Regions from separate parts of the Mus musculus genome. Here all the other regions are linked to region 2. The links are chromatin contacts, called in public ChIA-PET, HiChIP or PLAC-seq and Micro-C maps. All regions are on one chromosome and are shown on one strand. Each heading gives the region's core, a stretch centred on a gene start, on an enhancer-like site or on the middle of the called end of the contact. The rest is flanking DNA. Distances are from core to core; before and after follow the strand shown. Region 1 overlaps Arsb (arylsulfatase B). Region 2 holds the start of Ap3b1 (adaptor-related protein complex 3, beta 1 subunit). Region 3 holds the start of Lhfpl2 (lipoma HMGIC fusion partner-like 2). Region 4 overlaps Arsb (arylsulfatase B). Region 5 holds the start of Tbca (tubulin cofactor A).

The links. A called contact is a pair of places that touch in the nucleus more often than the background predicts. ChIA-PET counts read pairs in DNA pulled down with a chosen protein or histone mark. HiChIP or PLAC-seq counts read pairs in DNA pulled down with a chosen protein or histone mark.
Region 1: an H3K4me3 HiChIP or PLAC-seq map of bone marrow-derived macrophages shows a contact between it and region 2, with 3 times the contacts expected there. The contact joins the enhancer-like site here to the promoter of Ap3b1 in region 2. A contact is called at or near these places in 3 of 39 promoter capture datasets (hippocampal neurons and liver) and 1 of 115 datasets of contacts at active chromatin or transcription factors (bone marrow-derived macrophages).
Region 3: a contact with region 2 is called in a Micro-C map of embryonic stem cells, with 2.3 times the contacts expected there. The contact joins the promoter of Lhfpl2 here to the promoter of Ap3b1 in region 2. A contact is called at or near these places in 4 of 39 promoter capture datasets (the 3T3-L1 cell line, 3T3-L1-derived adipocytes, pre-B cells and 1 more), 3 of 484 Hi-C or Micro-C datasets (all in embryonic stem cells) and 2 of 115 datasets of contacts at active chromatin or transcription factors (bone marrow-derived macrophages and extraembryonic endoderm stem cells).
Region 4: an RNA polymerase II ChIA-PET map of memory CD8 T cells shows a contact between it and region 2, with 6 read pairs. The contact joins the enhancer-like site here to the promoter of Ap3b1 in region 2. A contact is called at or near these places in 1 of 39 promoter capture datasets (hippocampal neurons) and 1 of 115 datasets of contacts at active chromatin or transcription factors (memory CD8 T cells).
Region 5: a FOXA1 HiChIP or PLAC-seq map of pancreatic cancer cells shows a contact between it and region 2. The contact joins the promoter of Tbca here to the promoter of Ap3b1 in region 2. A contact is called at or near these places in 3 of 39 promoter capture datasets (the C10 cell line, embryonic stem cells and liver), 1 of 484 Hi-C or Micro-C datasets (CD4 T cells) and 2 of 115 datasets of contacts at active chromatin or transcription factors (the 230-238 cell line and pancreatic cancer cells).

What each region holds. Positions count from the first base shown.
Region 1 is chr13:93,859,989-93,864,146 of GRCm38.p6, forward strand. Arsb (arylsulfatase B) reads left to right here. Exons shown (of 8, transcript NM_009712.3): 5 at 2,099-2,342. Among named protein-coding and RNA genes, the nearest start is that of Mir5624, 71 kb to the left of the region's middle. Within about 2 kb of position 1,528, at least 13 of the 459 cell types and tissues checked have an H3K27ac peak or open chromatin away from gene starts, as enhancers often do. A contact at or near this core is called in bone marrow-derived macrophages, where this site is marked.
Region 2 is chr13:94,355,713-94,360,398 of GRCm38.p6, forward strand. Ap3b1 (adaptor-related protein complex 3, beta 1 subunit) reads left to right here and starts at 3,248. Exons shown (of 27, transcript NM_009680.3): 1 at 3,248-3,519. The coding sequence starts at 3,392. Gm9776 (predicted gene 9776) reads right to left here and starts at 3,211. Exons shown (of 1, transcript NR_045619.1): 1 at 1,035-3,211.
Region 3 is chr13:94,055,239-94,059,638 of GRCm38.p6, forward strand. Lhfpl2 (lipoma HMGIC fusion partner-like 2) reads left to right here and starts at 2,558. Exons shown (of 4, transcript NM_172589.2): 1 at 2,558-2,668.
Region 4 is chr13:93,896,798-93,900,928 of GRCm38.p6, forward strand. All of the region lies in intron 6 of Arsb (arylsulfatase B), which reads left to right. Among named protein-coding and RNA genes, the nearest start is that of Mir5624, 110 kb to the left of the region's middle. Within about 2 kb of position 1,929, at least 85 of the 459 cell types and tissues checked have an H3K27ac peak or open chromatin away from gene starts, as enhancers often do. A contact at or near this core is called in memory CD8 T cells, where this site is marked.
Region 5 is chr13:94,786,492-94,790,681 of GRCm38.p6, forward strand. It overlaps Tbca (tubulin cofactor A), which reads left to right and starts at 2,429. Exons shown (of 4, transcript NM_009321.3): 1 at 2,429-2,511. The coding sequence starts at 2,459.

The sequences.
Region 1 (4,158 bases), core at 278-2,777, 500 kb before region 2:
CCTGGTGTGCTGTGAATAAAGTTTCATCTCGCCAACCTGCAGAGAAGGAAGGGACTGGGCCCACTTCTCCTCCCAGCTGCCCTGTTTGTAGGCTTTGAAGAAGCCGTTGCCTTTCCCAATTAAGAAAGGGCTCTGGTTACTAGAGAATGGGTTGATAATTCAGACACCAGTTTCAGTGCTAGAAGTTTTCTTCCAGGGCTCTGTCTCTGTCTCTGTCTCTGTCTCTGTCTCTGTCTCTGTCTCTGTCTCTCTCTCTCTCTCTCTCTGTGTGTGTGTGTGTGTGTGTGTGTGTGTGTGTGTGTGTGTGTGTGTGTGTAGCTCTGGCTATCCTGGAACTCACTGTGTAGACTAGGCTGATCTAGATCTCAAAGATCCACCTGTGTCTGTCTTCAGAGTGCTGGGATTCAAGGCATGTGTCACCATGCTCAGTGCTCCAAGACAAATCTTAAAAGGTCTGCTGTCCTCTTCTGAAGGAGCATTGGGTCACCAAGTGAGGCGCCCCTGAGTTTTCTCCTGAGCTGTGAACCCCAGTTCTCATCTCCTGCAGCATGCATTGTTTTCCAGTGCAGGCACACTCATCCATTACTTTGCCCAAGCTTATTCACGCTGGAACTCATAGAGGATTAAAGGTCTTTTATCAGTTACATGTCGTGTTGGAGCCTGGTTATCTCTGGCACTGGAGCACAGTATCCAGTGGGAGAGGAGTAGAGAGCTAGAGGCAGGGGAGATTTTCATCATCTTCTTCGAGAACCATTTAACAAGAGTTTCGTGGAAACCTATCCTTGAATGCACTCTAAAAGGTAAAACAGCTGGAAAGTATACCATGCCTCACTTTTTAGAGTCTGGACACTCTTAGGCAAAGTCCTTGAAACCCTGACTACCATTTGAAAAGATGGGGAGGCAAGACAGGGTCATGAATAATCAAGGAGTTAACATCCAGAAAGATACTTCAGCCTTTAAGATTGCTGGGGGAGGGGCATGCTGGAGAGATGGCTCAAATGTTGAAAGTCTTGAATGCTCCTCCTGAGGACCTGGGTTCCATTCCCAGCACCCACATGGCAGCTCAGTTCTGAGGAGTCTAACACCCTCACACAGACATACAGGCAAAACGCCAATGCACATAAAATAAAAATGAATAAATTATCACTTTAAAAAAAGAGCTTGTACTGCTCTTGCTGAAGACCTAGTTACCTTTACACAAAAGGTAACTAGGCTGTGGCTCACAACCCCCTGCAACCCCAGGTCTGGAACTTCTAACCTCCACAGGTGCCTACATTCAGATGTCCATACACACATACAGACACTCACTCACATATAGTTCAAGATGTTTTTAAGAGAGCAGTAGCATTGTCATCCTCCACCCCCACCCCATCCCCAGTAACAGACAGAGCCTCAGAGATAAGGAGTTTCTATGAAAGCAGAGAGCATTGCGATGGAATTGTGGTTTTTTTGGTAGCCATGAGCAATTTTAAAGAGGTTGGCACATGGGGTACTTTTTGAATGAAAATTGAGGAAGCTTGCTGAGTTATTTTGAAGCAATAACCCTTGACCTAAAAGATGAGAAGCAGGAACAGCACTAGGCCAAGATTGACAGTTATTGGATAGACGTCCTGGCAGGATTATTCTTGAATAAGGTAACATGCCCTCTTCCACCCCTGCCCCCTCAAGATCGTGAGGTAACATGCCCTCTTCCACCCCTGCCCCCTCAAGATCGTGAGGTAACATGCCCTCTTCCACCCCTGCCCCCTCAAGATCGTGAGGTAACATACCCTCTTCCACCCCTGCCCCCTCAAGATCGTGAGGTAACATGCCCTCTTCCACCCCTGCCCCCTCAAGATCGTGAGGTAACATGCCCTCTTCCACCCCTGTCCCCTCAAGATCGTGAGGTAACATGCCCTCTTCCACCCCTGCCCCCTCAAGATCGTGGTTCTGTAAAGTCCTCTGAGCTCGTTCTCATCAAATGGCATATGCGCATGAGAGCCCCCTCTTTTCATAACCTTAGCTTCACCCATTATGTTCTTGCCTGTGATGGTGTGACACAAGTGACGCCATTTTGCTAACTTTCATGTACTCATGCCAAGGCTTACCTGTGTTTCAGATAACGGTGGGCAGACTAGGTCTGGAGGCAACAACTGGCCACTCCGAGGAAGGAAGGGGACCCTGTGGGAAGGGGGCATCCGAGGAACGGGCTTCGTGGCAAGCCCCTTGCTGAAACAGAAAGGCGTGAAGAGCCGGGAACTCATGCACATCACCGATTGGCTCCCCACACTCGTAGATCTGGCTGGGGGAAGCACTAATGGAACCAAACCTCTGGATGGCTTCAACATGTGGAAGACAATCAGGTATATTCATGTCTTGCCCCATTCATGGCCAGGACAGAAACACCAGCCTGTGGTGTCGGGTCAGGGAGGAAAGTATTAAACCAGGAAATACATAAAGAAGCAAGATGACTTTGGGGACTTGGGGTAGAGCCAAGTGTGAAGGCAGTAAACAGTCACCCCTGAGCATGAGAGTCACCATACAGGAGCAGGGCCTGCTCTCAGCTGTAGAGATGGTCCTGCTTCTGGTTCACTCACACAGTGTGGAAATGCGTCCTGCAAGGAAGGAAGGTGCGTGCCCTGGAGGCTGGAAGATACCTGCTTCTTTGGAGTACAGGGAAGGAAACCTGAATCTAGCATCTTTATCTAAATTATGTTAGCATATGTTTTATAACACATATTTTAGCATAAGTTTTATGACATATAATGTCTGTGGTTCGGTACCTAGGTCCAGTTTACACATAAAATCACATGTACTGGAAGCAAATGACTATTGCTGTGCCTTTCAGCCTCTTTGGTGTGCTGAGCTCGGTTTGGGGTGTCTGGTTGGAAGTCCTCCTTGTGGTCCTCCTTGTGCATCTTCCACATTTTTCTCAGTTCAAAATAATGGAGTTTTTGGGTTTCTATACATAGGAAATCCACAATAGAGGACTTAGACGTAAGGAGCCAGGGTGTACATGGTTCATAAAAAGGTTGTGTGTATGTGTGCTTTGTGTCTGGGGTGGATTTAAGGCTCCAGTATTAGCAATCTGAGAAGATAGGTAAGGAGCATAGATGGTCTTGTACTATGAGTTTTTTACAACTTTTTATAAATTGAAATTATTTCCAAATAAAGTGTTTTGTTTTGTTTTGTTTTGTTTTGTTTTGTTTTGTTTTGTTTTGTTTTGTTTTAAATAGAAAGGTCTGGCAGTATTTGGCCTGAATTTCCACAAGACTAGCCAGTGAATGGAATCAGATAGTGGCAGTCTTCTTTAGTTGAGTGTTGACTTTCCAAGTTACCTTTTTCCAGTGCCCCTGGCTGCTTTGCCCTCTGGCCGGCTGCACTCGCCGGTGAAACCCACCACATCCCTAGCCATGTTACCCATGTTCACAGAGTTGTGGTACCAACACTGCACATGCTCTAAATGAGCCAATCCCCCACTGCTGGCCATATTGCTTCTTTTCTTTTTAGTATTCTCTTTTTTAAAAATCATTTTAATGTCTAAAAAATAGGGGGATGCTGGGATATCTCCTTAGGTAAAGGTGCTTGCTGCAAGCCTGACAGCCTGGGTTTGATCCCCAAGACCCATGTGGTAAAAGAGGAGAGAGAGAGACAGCTGACATGTATGTGCAGGCGGAAAGTGGCCCCAGGAAGGCTGCCCAGCAGGGAGTCAGTGTTAACTCAGGAATCTTGGAGGGGAATGTGTGTTAGCCACGTGGAGTTAGGGAGTCCTCCAGCCATGGAGCTACTTAGGGCTTCTTAAAAATAAGTCTCTCTCTCTCTCTGTGTCTCTGTCTCTGTCTCTGTCTCTCTCTCTCTCTCTCTCTCTCTCTCTCTCTCTCTCTCTGTGTGTGTGTGTATGTGTGTGTGTGTGTGTGTGTGTGTGTGTTTCATTCGGGAATCCAAAACATCTGGCAGGTGGTGAGCACACCACACCCCCTTGCCGGGGAGTTTAGAGTGGATTAACAATTATTGCCTCAACATCTTATTTAATATCTTTATTAAGAGCTGTTTGAAAAAAGTAGGCTTTTAAAAAGTTCTAAATTTTCATTATAAATTAAAAATTAATTTCATTTTTTAAAATCTCAATTTGGTCATTTCTAAAACAATATACAAAAGTACATTGAGAAAAACAAGACC
Region 2 (4,686 bases), core at 1,998-4,497:
ACTCTGGTCCCCTTAACTATGCAGCAAGTACTGTCAGCTGATGAGCCCTCTTTGCAACTCTCCCCTGGCCTAGGACATTTGGCGGCAGATTTTTGATGAATTTTTAAAGTTTTTTTTTTTTTTCTTAATAGTTAGTTTATTCAGATTTCTGCTTTTTCAAGTTTATAACTTATGCAAAATAAAGTTTGCATGCTGTCTTAGTCAGGGTTTCTATTCCTGCACAAAGATCATGACCAAGAACAAGATGGGGAGGAAAGGGTTTATTCAGCCAACACTTCATGTTGCTGTTCATCACCAAAGTAAGTCATGACCAGAACTTAAGCAGGTCAGGAAGCAGGAGTGGATGCAGAGGCCATGGAGGGATGTTCTTTACTGGCTTGTTTCCCCTGGCTTGCTCAGCCTGCTCTCTTAAAGAACCAAGACTACCAGCCCCCAGATGGTCCCACCCACAAGGGGCCTTTCCCCCTTGATCACTAACTGAGAAAATGCCTTACAGCTGGATCTCATGGAGGCATTTCCTCAACTGAAGCTCCCTTCTCTGGGATAACCCCAGCTGTGTCAAGTTGACACACAAAACCAGCCAGTACACCGCGATCATCAAATCATTTTGTTACTACTTCATAACTGAAATTTGCTACTGTTATGAATCATATTTGTAAATATCTGATAAGCAACACCTGCAGGACTTGTGACCCACAGGTTGAGAACAGCTGCTGTATGGGGCATTTTCTTAAGTAGTGATTGATGTAGGCCTAATTTTTTGTGGGTGGTGCCATGCCTGGCTGGTGGTCTTACGTTCCATAAGAAAGCAGGCAGAGCAAGCAATGGGGAGCAAGCCAGTAAGCAGCACTCCTCCATGGCCTCTGTATCAGCTCCTGCCTCCAGCTTCCTGTGTGAGTTCTTGTCCTGACTTCCTTCAATGATGGACAGTGATATGGAAGCATAAGTCAAATAAATCAGCCCTTTCCTTCCCACCTTGCTTTGGTCATGGTGTTCCATCGAAGCCATAGAAACTAAGACACACAGAGAGAAAATTTTATGTTTTTCTAAGGAACACAGGCTTTATATCTTATATAAAATATTCGAGGAAGGAGGAAGAAAATAAGTACTCAGTAATGTTTCTTGAGAATCATACAGCCTTGATACCCCACACCATCGAAGGACAAGGTAAACAAAATAAACCAAGACTTCCCCAACAACTTTCCAAAGTATAGGTCAACTGTTTACATGAGTCTGTATGAAAACAAAACAACCAATGAAAATAAAGCAGCTTGTTTAAAGAATGAAACTTGAGAATGGGCCCTTTTCAAGTGGGGTGTGCTGGTGCGTGGCTATAGTCACAACATTGGAAAGTTAAGGCAGGAGGATTGCAAGTTCGAAGCCAGGCAGGACTACAGAGTGAGACCCTGTCTCTAAAAACAAAATAAACCCTTTCCATAAGAAAATGAACTATTGTGGGTGGGTAGGGGAGCAGGACGGGGGGGGGGGGCCTCTGGGGGGGTATAGGGAACTTTCGGGATAGCATTTGAAATGTAAATAAAGAAAATATCTGGGCTGGTGAGATGGCTCAGTGGTTAAGAGTGCTGACTGCTCTTCCAAAGGTCCCAAGTTCAAATCCCAGCAACCATGTGGTGGCTCACAACCATCCGTAACGAAATCTGATGCCCTCTTTTGGAGTGTCTGAAGACAGCTACAGTGTACTTACATATAATAAATAAATAAATCTTAAAAAAAAGAAAATACCTAATAAAATAATAATAAAAAGAAAATGAACTATTCAAGATAAATTGGATTAACATGTCCATGTGAAAAAAAAACTCACATGAAAGATAATCATATTCATTATCAACATGAATATAAAAATTAATTAGAACACAAAAATCTATATCACATTATGACAAAATTATGAGAATGTGAGGAAATCCCTCTCATACGTAAATGGTAGGAGAGCAATTTAGAATATCTAGTAAAAGCGTTTACATTCCAAAATAAAAACAATTATATACTCAGGTATATTTTGTACTGAGGATGTGTTCACATTGTCATTACTTGACAAAATAAGCAAAGCCTAGTGTCTTCCCGTAGTAAATGAATTTATCCATGCACACCACTTAGTATAGTGTCTGGGGTATAAGCTAAGCATCATATAACACCTTGTTATGTATCATCACCATCGATCAGTCAGTCGTAGGAGAGATTCTACAAATCTATCAATATCATCAACACTGGGAAGAAACATATTTGCGATGCTCGAACACTGTCTGGATAGGTGTATTGAAAAGCTAATTAACCGCCAACGTTTGGTCAGTTTGGAGGCTGATTGCTCCTCTCTCTCCTAGCACTAAGGAGGAGCGTGTTTTCCGAGAGACAACGCAATCTTTCAGTCAAGTCGAGAAATCTTGGTGGGACCTTGGTGTTTGCCTGGTGCTACCCTTGGGTTTTGGTGATTTGCTGCAGGGCTGCAGGTATTCAGTCCTTTCTGGACCGCATGTGTAGGGAAAGAGGAACGAAGGAACGGTAGTCACCAGGGAGGCTGGTGAGGGTCCTCTTGGAAAGCTGCCCGGGACAGAAGGGTTGCAGTTCTGCAGCCAGAAACCATCCCATCTTGCTGCTTAGGTGTTGTTGGAAAGCCACTTGCCCAAGAGTGGAAGCAGGCGGCGCTCGGAGGAGAGCGCACTCCAGCTTCTGGCCCAGGCTTAGCTCGCGGCAGCTGACTGCGGGCAGGACGCAAGCCTCGAACTTCAAGTAAGAACCTCGGGCCCCAGGAAAAACTTAGGCAAAGCTTGCAGGCGGATGATCGCCTCCGCGCAGATCCTGAAAGCCTCCTCCGAAGGAGGAGCTTTCACGTCTAGAACGTCAGGCCACTCTGGCTGTGAGAGGGGCGGAAGCCAGCCTCGAGGGCTGAGAGCTTGTGGCCGCTGAAGCCAAGTTCTTCCGACCTGTGCACCGCGTTTCAGGAGCCATCGGGGAGCGATCAGTGGACAGCAGAAGAGAAGCAACGAACCCTGGAGGATCTGAGATCTCCTCCACCAAAACGCATCCAAGGGCCTCATATCCAGTTCTTTACGTGCCCACGACTCTCCGGCTGACCCGGTGCAAAACCCCAGCTTCCTGTTAAGGGTCCCGAGTGTAGCTTCCCGGCAGCCCCTAACACCCGGAGCGCGACAATCTAGCGCACCGGGAGCGGCAGGCGCGGGCCCGCACGGACACAGTGCGCACGCGCAGGGGGTGGGCCGCCCGGTCAGCCGGAGCAGTGACGAGCCCGGAAGCGCCGGCGCGCGCCCCCTCCGCCCCAGAACTAGTTTGGTTCGGTGTCCTCCGAACGCCAGCCATCCGTAGAGGACCCCGCACGCTCTCTCCCGCACCCGCCTGCTGGCCAGCACCGCCCGCGATGTCTAGCAACAGTTTCGCCTACAACGAGCAGTCGGGAGGAGGGGAGGCGGCGGAGCTCGGGCAGGAGGCCACCTCGACCATCTCTCCCTCGGGCGCCTTCGGCCTCTTCAGCAGCGATTGGAAGAAGTGAGGACCGGGGTTCGGGGTGCGGGAGCGCTGCCGGGACGCGAGGCGGCCGCCCGGGCTGCTCTCGGTTCCTGGGGAACCTCCCTGCCGCCCCCGCTGCGGTGGGTCGGTGGGTGGGTGGGTGGGGGTGGCCCCGCCGGGTGCGGGGCTTGTTGGGGACGTCTGGGGACGCCCAAGGCGGCGCCTGTGGTCTTCAAACTTTGGTGTGTGTGGGGGGGAAAAAGCAAACCAGTTGGTGAGCCGAGGTTCCACTTCCCAAACCGTTGACTGAGTTGATCTGGGCTGCGCACAGGAGTTTGAATTTTGAACTTCTAGTGAATTTGAGGTCTACAGGATCAGACCTCGAGAAAGTCATTTATTTAAAGGTGACGAGGGTATTTGGGGAAGGGAGTGGGGAGTGGGCCTGCTGCTTATTGGGACCCTATAATGTAGGGACTAAGCGGTGGTTTGGGGGTTTTGTATAAATGACAAACTTATTTTTTCTACCACCTTTGGCGTTTTTCATGTGATGATCTTTGCACCAGGGTACTTCCCCGCCCCCACTGAAGCACTGAGATAATATTTAAATAGAGTGTTGTTGTGAACCAAACCCAGTTCTAGTTCTTTACAAATAGTATGAATTTTAAAAATAAGCACCAACCGTGTATACTGATTTTTGTAAAAAGTTACTTATGGTTCGCGTCAAATACCGCCAAGAATTGAAAACATCCTTAGCGGGTTCTGTTTTAGTTTGGGTTTTACATTTTGGCGTGTTGATGGGCTGTGGATAAATGTACAGAATTATGACAACTTAGATTATTTGTCGTTCCCCTCCCTTTTCTTTCTGACAGGGTCTCACTGTGTAACCTTGGCTGGCCTGGAACTCACTAGGTAGAGCAGGCTAGCCTGAAACTCAGAGAAATCCTCCTGCCTCTGCTACTCCAGTGCACACACCACCATGCCATTACACATTCTTTTTAAATTTTTGTTCTCTTATTGTTACGCAGTATAGTAAAACATAATAGACTATCACTAGATTCTACCCACTTAAGGTAAGGAAACTTGGTTGATAGTTTTATGGATATTAAGAGGTGTAACTAAAATAATAATTGGTGGGGAAGGTGGTTAGAGACAATCTTGTTCTGTAGCTCAGGTTGGCCTCAAACTGGAACTTGCCATTCTCCTGCC
Region 3 (4,400 bases), core at 1,308-3,807, 300 kb before region 2:
TAGGGCTCCTCCACTCGGCTGGCTTCCTCTGCTGCTTCCTTTCCACCGCTTTAATGGGCACTTTGTGTTGTCCGTACTGTGTGGTCACTCCCTTAGTTTCCCATTAAGTGTAATTTTATCTGACCTTCAGACCCATATTATTCTATCTGCAAATACTGGCTTTGATGTTAGCCCAAGGAGCTGCACACACGGTTGTGAGAGAAAGCAAGCAAGCAAACAACAACAAAAAATAAAACAATATTTTATTTCCCAGGCGGTTCTTCTATGAATTCAGCATAGAGTTGAACCATAGCCCAGTCAACTGGGCATAGATACCTTAATGTTTATGTCCCGATGGGTATGTACTGTGCCAGCATTGTGGAAGATGTAAAGGCACAGTGTCTATAAGCTACAGACTGTGCCCTTCAAAGAAACTGAGACAGAGATGAGGCACCAACTCAAGCTAAATACATTCGAAACATATAATACCACCAAACGACATGAAACAACTAGTGATGTACCCACAATTCACAAGGGAAGCCATGTTTGCACCACTTCTTGTTCACTGATGCTTACAATGGCCTCTGACTTAGATAACAGTTCAACAGAGGTGTGGAGCACAGTGCTATCTACTCCGTACGCATAGGGCCATTGTGAACTCACGAGGATGTCTCAGCAAAGCATAACAAATGACCTCATTCGTGACTGCTTCTACATAGGGAGGGCTTCTAATGAAATGGAGGGAGCAGTATGGTATGCTGCTTCATATTCAAATGTTCCTGGCACATTTGATATCACCAATGGACAACAGCCGCCTAATCAGGGTGAGATTGGAAGGCATTGTGTATACACATAATGGTGCATATCTGTTCTGTGTTCTTTGATTGGTTCAGTCGTGAGCTATAACCCAGGAGAGTTCATAGGAAGAGGGTACAAGGCAAAGGTTTCTGTTTCTAAAATTTGTTTTGGCTTTCTTCTCAATTCATTGATCTCAAACAATTCTCCCATAATTACCTCCATCTTTTTATAAAGGTAAAGTCTTGTATTCACTGTAATATTTATTAGGAATTTAGTACAGTTTATAAACTCTGTTAGTATGTTCTTTTGAATGGTTGCTGTTTTTAATTCTCCGATTGCAATGCTATGTAGATTTTTAAGTTTATTCTTAACCTCATAAGCCCTCTTGTAATTTCTAGCACGTGATTTTGCCAAATAGAGAGAGCACTTAACACTCTTGTAGAATGTGTTTCGGGAAAGCTTTTTTTTTTTTTTTTTTCCCAGTAGGATTCAACCGTGGGAGAGTCCTGGGAACAGCATCAGCAGCTTCAGCGTGGATACAGGCATGGGTCCTTCTAGGACCCCATCTGGATGAGGACCAGCATGGTGATGCATTTGTGTTTGCAGCTATTGTTAATTGGTGATAGGTACCCTTTGCATGTGAAGAATCCCAACCGATTTAATTTGTATGTTTTCTCCACAGACCAGCAGTTGCGGATGACTTATGCTATCTACAATCCTGCTGTGGGATATGGTTTTCAATAGTGGAGTTGCAAAGAAATCAAGAATTTGTTTTGTTTTTTTAATTTTCCTGGCAAAATGCCTCAGATACCCTCTCACCCAGGAAGTGGTGTTCTAGAGCCATTAAGCTTGTAAGGCCGTGCAGATAGGTGCCGTGCCCACGGGTTTCAAAAGCAGGAGGGGGCCATTGAAACTGACAAACCCAAATGGATTTGGAAATAGTGGGTCAAGTGCAAAGACTTCAAGAGCAAAGAGCACATGCAAGCTGCTAGGGAAGGCCGGGAGGGAGGGGTGGGGGGGGTGGGTGTGCTTCGGTGGATAGACAAGTGTCTGAGAGTTTGGAGGCTGAAGCAAATTTGACAGGGGGTGGGGGTTGGAGACAAAGGAAGGTGATCTTAGCTGGGTTCTGTCCTAACACAATGAATTCAGACAATTCAGCCCCTGGCTATTTGACTCTGTCCTTTGCTCTGGCCCTGGGGGCGGTGGTGAGAGGAGTTGGTGGGTCTCCTCTCTGGATCCCTTTCCCGCTGGCTAAACCGCCTTTGATATCTGTGGTATCTATTGGAAAGTGTATCTTCAGTGCCTGGGGGATGTGTCTGGACCCAAGCATCCAAGCTCTGTGAAAGTTTGCAGTTTCCCGAAGTAGAAATCAGGACCTGTAAACTTGTGCCTCCAGCCTCTGCTTTAAAAGCACCGCAGACCACTCTCCACCCTGCGGTTTTCCTGGGCCACGGACCGACTTTCTTCCCGCCCGCCCCGCCGGCTCTGGTCCACGATAGGCACTGGGACAGCGTGAGGAGAGAACCCCGCAGGGCTCCGGGACCCCTTCTCAGGGATCGCGCGCGTCGCCCACACTCTCCCGGGCCCTGTAGGACCCTCCCCCCCGGAGGCCGGGCTTCGCCGACCCCTCCCCGAGCGGCGGCCGGAGGCGGGGATGCTGAGTGGCAGCGGCCGGCCTGGGCTGCGAGGTTCGGCCGCCTCCTCCCGCTGCGCCCGCCCCTCGGCCTCCGCCCCGGCGCCGCCGACCCTCGTCTGCTCCCGCCCTCGCCCCTGCGGGTCCGCCGGGGCCAGATCGAGGCTGCAGCGAGGAGGCGGCACAGAGAGCCCGGCTGGGGAAGGCTGCACGCGCCCGGGCCAGAGCGGGGCGTTAGGAGCCGGCTGCCCCGGCCAGGTAGGTGCTGCGCGGGGAGCCCGGGAGGGGGCCGGTCCCCGACAGTGCACGGGGGCGCGGAGGGACGGGCGGCGGGTGCCGGGGCAGGAAGGATCCGCTGCAGCGCCGGCCCGCCGCAGACGTGGAAGAAGTTGAGCCTGGAAGCGCTTTTTCCCGGGGAGCTGTAGTGGTCCCCTCCAGCCCCGGTCCGTACCGCGTGGGTCTCACCGGCCACAGACCTCAGCTGCATCTCAGACCTGGGCTGCATTTTTTGTGGCCAGTGCAGAGGGGTGAGGGCTGGCGAGGAGGTGGGCGGGGAGTTGGGGAACACCACATCTGGGGTGGATGAAGGACTCAGAGAGATGGGTTTGAATGCAGTCCCTACCCCCACCCGGCCGCACTTCTCTCTCAGTCTATTCGCGGTCGCGTGCTCTCTGAACTGAGAAAAGCAAAAAGAGTTTCTTCAAGTCGGCTCAACTTTTCTGTTAATTCAGGAGGTTCGGGAGTTTGTATGGAAGTAAGGGCAAAAGACTCTCATCCTCGCACCCTACCTCACTCCTGCCCGGGCAGTTTCCTGTACTCTGTGCCATGATTGTTTTTGTGCTTGTAGATTACAGCTGGTGACCTATATGGAAAAGTGGAACCACTGCCGGCGAGTGTGTGTTGGAGCCACAGGGCGGCAAGGTGTGGGGGGCTAAGTCAGAGTTCCTTCGAAGGGACTTTAATTCTCTGAACACTCTTCCTGTCCAGCTCAAAGAGAGGATGGGATAAGGAATAATTTATCTTGCTCTTTCTGATGCTCTTCTAATCATTTTTTTTAAAAACTCCCTTTCAAATTAAGAGATAGAGAACACGCATGCGATGGTTAAATATTTTAAAGACAGGGAAGATGAACATCTCTCTCTGCAATCAGGCTAATAGGGCTAGCCTGTGTTGGAACATCTGATTCTGATGAAATATTTGAAAGGTTTAAAGCAATACCAGACGATGTCATTAAAAAAAAATAGAGTGACCTGCAGTAGGTCATACAGAGCAGTGTGGCCTGTGGTCTGTGACAGCATTTTATAGCGGGAGGTGGAGCACTGTAAGCTTAAAGAGAAGAGGGTGGGAAAGGGGGCTGCTCATTTGTCTTGAACCAGTCTAGTTAGGAAGAGTGATTACACTGCAAATGAACATTTGTGAATATAATTTGAGTCATGATACATGAACCAGCCATTTGTCTGAAGGAAAAAAAGGATCTTTGTAGATGAGAGCAAAGCAGTGCCTTATGGGGGAAAAATAAGCATACCGTTTATCCATGTGCGCAACTCAGAATTGACAGCACCTGCTAACAACAGAGGCATGGGCTTAGAGATTTGGCTGCAAGCAAGGTTGAACAAGGCAGGGAGAAAAGTCTACAGCAGGAGATAGTTACAAAAGAATGGATAGAAAACTTCAGGTGTGTGTGTGTACACACACACTGCAAAAAAAAAAAAAAGTCTTCATTTTCTATATATCTTTACTGCAAAGAATTGCCAACACAGGAGGATTAAAATGTAGGAGAGTCCTGGGGCTGGAGAGATGACTCAGTGGTTAAGAGCACTTGCTGAGGTCCCATGACCCAAATCAGACAGCTCCCAACTGGATCAGTGCCTCTGGCTTCCACAGGCGTTTGCACTGTGGACATACCCAGGTGCAAGCACACAACTAGACATAATTAAAAATAAATCTTAAAAAGCTTTTCAGGAGACTCAGATTTAGTCTGTTGGGTCCC
Region 4 (4,131 bases), core at 679-3,178, 460 kb before region 2:
GAACCTCAATTGAGAGGATACCTCCACAAGATCTGCCTGTAAGGCATTTTCTTTATTAGTGATAGATGGGGAAGGGTCCACTTCATTGTGGGTATTGCCATCCCTGGGCATGTGATCCTGGGTTCTATAAGAAAGTAGGCTGAATAAGCCAGGAGGAACAAGCCAGTAAACAGCCCTATGGCCTCTGCAGCAGCTCCTGCCTTCAGGTTTCTGCCCTGTTTGAGTTCCTGTCCTGACTTCCTTCAATGATGAACAACAATAGGAAAATATAAAACAAACACATCCTTTCCTCCCCAACTTGCTTTTTGCTCATGGTGTTTTATCACAGCAGTAGAAACCCTAAGTTAATGTCCTATGGTGCCAACATTCAAAAAGAAAACTTAGGCTCTTGGGAAATGTCAGTGAGCTGAGTATCTACCTGGAAGAGGTTCCCAAATTGATAGTAAGGGGGTTGTAGGCTTCTTCCCAGAGTCTCCCTGGGACTGCTTTGGCAGTGGGTCTGACTTCTTCACAGAAACTCCTCTGATCTTATAGAAGTGCTGAGGTTGGGTGCAGACAAACTCTTATGGACTCCCAGAAAGATTGCATAGAAAAAGCAAGTGCTGCCTCTGTGTGCCCAAGAGACTGCCCCCAGCTTTTGCCTCTATAAAAGGCATGGCAGGTCATTCTGTGCAACCTTTGCCTGTTGATCTGTCATTGTATCTCAGAAGACAAAGAGCATCCTCACCCAGCTCCATCGTAAGAGCTCATCCTGTCTCTGGGACCAGCGAGCCTGTCTCTGTATCTCCTGAAAAAATAAAGGCAACTTCCTGGGATATAAGAAGCAGGTCTCATCATTTAACCACAGTCAGAGGGAAACTGGGAGAATTGATTGTTCCTGTGTTTTTTACTCAGAGTGTTTAAAGATTAGTGGCAAACATTCTGGTCCAATAAAAAGTAAAAGTGTTTTCTATTTGGCGTCAGTTTATAAAAAATAATAGAGGAATCAAATGGAATTAGAATATACAGAAGTATATAATGGTCTCTGAGTGTGAGGGAGGTGTGAAGACAGTTTTCATTATCCTTTTGACCTAATTCACTGGATGTATTTTATTTACAATTAAACATTAGAAAGAAAGAACAAAGGAGAAAGGAAACAAAGCAATACTGTGCTCAGGTTGGACACCACTCCTCTCCTCTCCCCTCCCCTCCTCTCCTCTCCCCTCCCCTCCCCTCCCCTCCCCTCTCCTCCCCTCCCCTCCCCTTCCCTTCCCTTCCCTCCCCTCCCCTCCCCTCTCCTCTCCTCCCCTCCCCCACCCCCATAAGTGTGGGAACTCTGCTCAGAGCCTTGGGGCTGGAGTTAATCGTTTGATTTCTCTACATAGTATAGATCTGTAAACTGCCTCAGTGACAGTAATAAATTAGAGTGTCTTGATAAAGACCAAACTCATCAATTTTTCCAAAATCTGTATTTGATTAATTCTACAAAGGTCTAGGTCAAAGTTATTCCTCAAAGCTTATCATTTTAACAAAGAAACCCAAGGTTTCCAGGTTTGTCAGAAAACTCATTATCGCTGCACGATGGCAAAAGGTCACAAAATGCCTCCTTCCACAAGACAAATTTCTTCTGCTCAACAACCCATTCCCCTAGCAGAACCAAGAAAAACCTCTGACATTTCAGATCCTTTTGCTTCAGGGAAAATAAATGTTCCCCAGATCGTGGAGGAAAATGACAAACAAATTAATGAAAAACAGATCCGTTCCTACAGTGTACCCGGCTAGGGCAGACCGCATACACTCAAAGTCAAGCGCTCACTCTCAGGTCCTGCCACCTCTGCAGAGTGACAGTTCCCACAGTGGCATCAGCGCTGTCCTCACAGAAAGCTGTACACATACCACAGCGCTGCAAAATGAAAGAAACATGCGTCAGAAAAACTCCAGTGTTTAACTGTGGCTGGAACTGTGAACTTGTGAGTACGGGCATTTTGAAAGTGACTCAGCCCCTTCTCACAGTGCACACGCAGAACTTGACTTAATTTAGCAGTGCTGTTTTCCTACACCCTAAAAGTTCCTGCTTTTAATTCTGCATCATTTGTACCTCTGAACACATGCTTTCCCCATATCTTCAGTTTCCACTGATTAACTAATTTTAACCTTGAGGACATTTCTTCCTTCCTTTTTTCTTCCTTCCTTCCTTCCTTCCTTCCTTCCTTCCTTCCTTTTTTTCTTTTGAACCAAGCAGTATGGACAAAGCCCGAGTTCCCCATGACCCCAGCTGGGTGCCAGTGCTAACGGGTTTAATTTGCCCTTTCAGAATCCTTCAGTTACTCATTTAAACAATATAGGCATGTGGAATTGTATACATGTGTGCTGCTTTTCCCCCATATACTTGGTTTCATATGAAATGTTTTGCTTTGTTTTTGTTTGCCATATGCCTTAGTTCAGTAAGTAGAGATTAGTGACTTTCTATGGGGGCTGCTTTGCCTCTGGGGGAGACTTGGTGACTTCTAGAAAGCTTTTTGGTAGTTACAAATGGGTAGAGACCAAGGATACTGACAATCACAATGTATACATCAGCTCCCTAACAGAGCATCATCTACATGAAGTGTCAAGGATGCCAAGACCGCCGCTGTTAGGATCTTCCTCCTCTGACCTGCAGCAGAGCCAGTGGTCCATTCAGCCAGTCATGCACAGGATCATTTGGCTGAATCCTTAAGCATGTGGGCCTATTCCTTTTCACCACAGCTAGCCCTCTTCCTGCATACCTGTCTTAATCCATTCCTGCTGCTATAACAAAATACCACGGGTCAAACACCTCATAAATATCAGACATTTATTGTTCACAGTTGTGGAGGCCAAGAAGCCCAAGGTCAAGGTATCTGCAGATGTAGTGTCTATAATGGGCTTAATCTCCAAGTCAAAAATGGTTTCCCTTGGCTGTGATGTCTTAAGGCAAATGGGGTCAGAAGGGCAAAGGTGAAAAAGGGAAGTATCTCTCTTCCTCAGGTCTTTTTGTGAGGGCACTAACTAAGCCTGTCCATCCTATTCATGGTGGAGGAACTAAATCATTCCACCTTGTGACCCTACCTCTCAGTACCTTGGGGGTCAAGTTTCAGGAGGCCATTCCTTTTAACCACAGCAACCCCTACAGGCTACCAAGATCTCTGAATGTCCTGGCTCCATCTCAGAAGCCACCTTGTACATTTCCCAAAGCTAGTCACCAGGGTTTCCTTCAGCACTCATCCCCCACTTGGCCTTGCCCCTGACTGTCCCTCCCTCCTCTGTGGTACCAGGCTGATTCCCAGAATCATGCTAGACTCTGTTACTATGGAGATTAACTATGGATGGGTCCTGCTCTGCAGACTATCTGGTCTAGCATCAGGGATTGTGCCAGGATTGCAAACTGACTGACTGACTGACTGACTGACTGACTGACTGACTGACTGAGATATAGTATTACAGATTGTAGAGGCCAGCAAGGGATGCTTTTTCTTCATGGTTCAGAATTTATTACACATTTTATCTTGGTGACTATTTCTCCTGAAACACACGTTTCAAACAGTAAATCAACAAGAAAGCTCCTTTCTCTCCACTTACAGCCCCTGTATTGTGTCACACACACACTCTCTCTACTGAGAACACACTTGGCCTCTGCCAAGGCTGAGAGCTTCCTTTGAGAGCAGTCCAGCTTGTGAGCAGCTGAGGGGAGGGACAGGTGGTCCTTCTACAGCTACAGGTCCTTCCCCTGCCCTGACTTTCAGCCTCCTTTGGATGGTGGTGCCTTGGGCTCCTGTGGCCTCTCACTCCTTCAAGGGGACTCCAGGAGTAGACTGAGATAAAGGTGCTGGCTGGCCCTCATCTCCCTGGATCAAGGAACCTTAAGCATCTACCAAAAATCCAACAGCAAAGGAAATCTCAGCTGCAAATCCAATCCAATAAACCCCTTCAGCTTGCACTTAGTGTTCACTGTGCAGGGTTGCGGGAGATAGAAAGATAAATGGGATGTCATCCCCAAGAAGCCGGAGCCCACCAGGATGGGGGCATGTATAAACAGTTACATAGAATGCAAAGCAGAATGAAGTTACCACTAAAAAAAAGGCTTGAGCAGAGTAGCTGGGGGAGGAGGGGGCTTAGTTATAAAGCAGGGACCCA
Region 5 (4,190 bases), core at 1,179-3,678, 430 kb after region 2:
TACAGTTAGTGAAAAGAGGAGTTGGGACTTGACCCAGGTTGGACTGGCTCCCGAAACATACATATCCTTAACTAAAACTATGAGCTCAAGAAACTGGGACAAGGCCATCTAATTCCCTACTGCTGCCACACTCCATGTTGGTACCTTGCAGCCACCCAAATGTGATGTAGAATACACAGATAGATAAATGCAAACTGTCCCAGAGGGCCTGGGACTGGATACGCGCAGCAGTATCTGTTGGCTGCTGAATTAATTACATACATTAGTGAGTGGTTTCCAGTTAAGGCATAGACAAGAACTAAAAGAAAGACAGATACAAAATTGGTGTGTGTGTGTGTGTGTGTGTGTAAAAGAAATTTCTGCCAATTAGCACAAAACTGAGCTCAGAATGTCTGAAAATCTGGGCAAAAAGGAAAAAAGGAAGATGTAGTGAGTCAAATGATTTTACTTGTGGTGGCTAAAAGAGCTTGGGCAGTGGCAGAAGGCCTGAGCACACTGTCTCTGGTGTGTGGTTTGCAGTTTCTATTACCTTCACAGCATTTTGCGTTGGTGACTCTGCTGCTGCTGTGTTTGTCCCCTCCTCTGCATTTCACAGCTCTGCTGTGTCACTTGGGATTGTAGTTCAGTGTGCCAGCCAGCTAGAGAAATGTATTTATTGAATTTAGCACCTGCTGTGTGGATCACGCAGATGGAGATTTAAGAGAAAGGTTTATGAAAGACAGGATTCTTGCCTCTTAACATGCTTATACTGCAGCTAAAGGGGTGGGAACAGCCCTTGTAAAGAACTCAAACCAAATTGTTTTCAAACAAATATACACAGAATGCAAGGGATCAATGTATTCCTGGAGAACTGCACAGGCAGGGGCAGCATTGGGAGTCTTTCCGTGGGAGCTAGGTTTTGAGACTGGATTTATACCTGGAGCTCTGCTCTGACAAGACTGAAGGATGTTCCAGAGCCAGCCATGAAGATGAGAACTGAACTAAGGGTCAGGAGAGGCCAAGAGCATCAAGTGAAGAACAGAACCAAGAAATGAGGACGCAATGGAGGCCATGCCTCAATTCCTTGGGGGTTGTAGGGGTGCTTCAACAGGAAGAGACTCTAGAACACAGTTCAGGGTGCCTTGTTCTATGCAAATTGTATCTTGGAAAATATGGTGGAGTCAAAAGTTGTCCCATGTCTGCTGTGTTTAGGCATTGTGCTGAATGCCACCCTCTATACACCTGTCACGTGACGTGGGCATTATTTCTTAGGGCTCTTCAAGGAGGTTGAGTGCCGGGGTCCTGTGTTCGCTAAAGGATAGAACTCCACATGTGAGATAGGTGGCTAGTCATTTGCTCTCAAATGACTGAGTCCATTAAGTGTGTAGCAAGAAAAAGGAGATGAACAAATAAATAGCAGGGAGCGGATAGATGACACCATCGAAACAGGTTCTTACAACACCCTGCACAAAGCACTGGAGAAGTCCCTCGGAGTCCCCCAGTCAGAGATTCTCTCTGTGGATGGGATTCTGCCATTTTGTTGCCAGTGTAGGCATACTTTTACACAACTTAAAAAACAAAAACCAAGCGTTTATTTCATACACTTCTGTGTATATTTGCAAGCCACAGTGAACTTGCAGAGGTCAAAGGACAACTTGCGAGAGCTGGTTCTTACACTCTACCACTTTTGAGTCCTGCAGATTGGTCTCAGGCCATCAGGCTAGGAGGAAAGGGCTGCTCCCCTCTAGGCCAAGAAGGTGCAATGCTGTACTGTTTTCTCCCTGTCTCAGGGGTAGGGGGCCAGCATGTCTCAGGACGGGGAGTCTTGCTGGACACTTGAAACAAACTTGCTAAAATTTAGGACAAGAGGAACCTCCTTACTCCCAGAGTCCTCTCTCCATAAACTCAAACATCACAAGACAATTTACATAAGTAACACTCTGGAAAGGGAAGGGACTATATGGAGAAAGGGAACCGGAAGAGGGGGCATGGATTGGAATGTAAAAAAAAAAATTAAATTAAAATTAAAAATTTCTTTTGACTGTCTGCATTATGGTATTTTATTTCATCAAACACAGATCTCTTTCTCCATTTGACAACAGACAGTGAAAACAAAAATTATCCTTGTTAATAGTTTCTAAGTCACACTGTCCATTAAGCAGCTAATCCTGTTCACTTTCTCAGGAACAGAAAGTTTCTTAACTCAGGCTATGGAGACTGAGAAAATAAAAGTGCAGCTTGTGTACAAATCCTGTCCAAGCACCAGGGAGAAGCAGCTGGTATAGGGCTTTGAGAGTCTCCAGCTCTAGGTACCAGCAGTCTAGATGCAAGGATTCCAGGTAAGAGTCGGGAGGCGAGGCGGGGTCGGGCTCTCCAGGTACGCATGCGCGCACTCTGGGCTCCACGCCCACTCCACCGCCCCTTCTGCGCCGGCGCGCCGCGCAGCCCCGCCTCTCCTTCCTGCGGCGCCTTAGGGACCATGGCCGATCCTCGCGTGAGGCAGATCAAGATCAAGACCGGAGTAGTGAGGCGGTAAGGAACGGCCGGCGGCTCCGCGGCTGACGCTCGCTCTTCCCTTCTCACCGCCGGGGAAGCCGGGCGGAGCGTAGGCCCGATGCGGGCGCGGCTTCCAGGCCTCGGCGGGCGGGATGCGAGGGGCCCGCACACGCCTAGGCTGGCGCTGGCAGGGAGCCGCCCTCGGCGCTGGCCCTGCCGCCCTCCGTGCAGGGCTCGGCGCGACCTCGGCGCTGGCCTGGCCGCCTTCCGTGCGAGGCTCGGAGGCGTCCTCCGCGCTCGTAGGCCGGGAGGAGGAGGAAGAGGAGGGCGACCTGTGCCTGGAGGGCCTCGGCCTGTGCGTGCGGGGCGCCGGCTCCCTGAACTTTGCAGTAGGGAGGCGGAGTCCGCCCTGGCCTGGCCTCAGGTGGACTGGACAGCGCTCAAGTTTAAGGGACGCTGAGATCATGGGCCTCACTCAGAATACACAATGGCGGGGCCCTGGCCTCTGACATGGCTCACTTCCAGAGTTTGGGAACTGGGGCTTGAACGTGAGCACCTCTGCAAACTTCTTCCCCGAAGCTCGCCCCGGAGCTGTGGGCTGCTGCCTCCCAGGAATAGGCCAGGCCAGTCTTGTGACTTGCCTTGACTCCCGACTGTACATATTGCAGTGCTCATTAGAACTAGTTTTGTTCAGACCCAAGCTGATCATACCGAAACATTCCAAGGGAAAAGATACACAGCCTCCTTACGAAGCAGATCGTTCTGCAGGGGAAATAGCTTTTTTTCCTGTTGCTCCATCTCTCCACCGTTTATTGATATTCCATCAGAGGGAGGTCAACCCATAGAGGAGAGAATCACTTTTAGAGATACTGCCCGAGTTTTAGTACTTCGAACGGTACTTTGGAAGCTTTTATTACAAAGGCAGCTAGGGTATGGTAGGGGGGCGGGGCGGGGGTGAAGGTGGGGGGGATAGACAGTCGGTTCTGAATTGTGCCTGACTTCAAATCTGGTTTTATGTATTCTGGAACATATTTCATCGTTGTACTGTGCCTCTTCTTACTGAATTTGGAAGATAGAGTCCAAATTCTCCCTGAATTCAGTTTTTGGAAGAAATACCTGCTACATTTTTGATACAGTGTGATTCAAATAAATAAGATACACCATATAGGTTTTGCTCAGTACATGTTTATGAGTGCAGTTTTCAGAATGTGGCTGAAGTCACACTTCAGGTTAGTAGCAGAGCAAGCAAATGAAACAAGGATCCTGGCTCCAGCTGGGATGCGGTGATAGAGCATTAGACTGTGTGATAACACAGGAGGGGAATATGAGATCTATAGCATACAGTAAGTAATCCGCGCTGTCCCTCAGCCCACACGTTTCTTCTCTTTTGCCAGACTTTCCTTGGCTGTGTCATTTCCTTTAGCATATTGTCTATTTTGCAGAAAAGAACCCGGAGGTATAAGAGACTGCTTTAAAGTAAATATCATGAGAAAACATTTCTAAATGTTTTCCCATTAATATGTTGTTGATTTTATCACCCTCTTGATCTATTCTATAAATTTATTTAGTTCAAGTAGTTATAGCCTAACCATACATATGCTAGAGAAACGTCCTTTAAGTAATTAAGAACTAGCTTGTGAGACATTGACAAATTCTCAGATGCCTACATAAACTGCACAGAAGTAGATAAAGTTTTCTGGGTAGATTAATAGGAC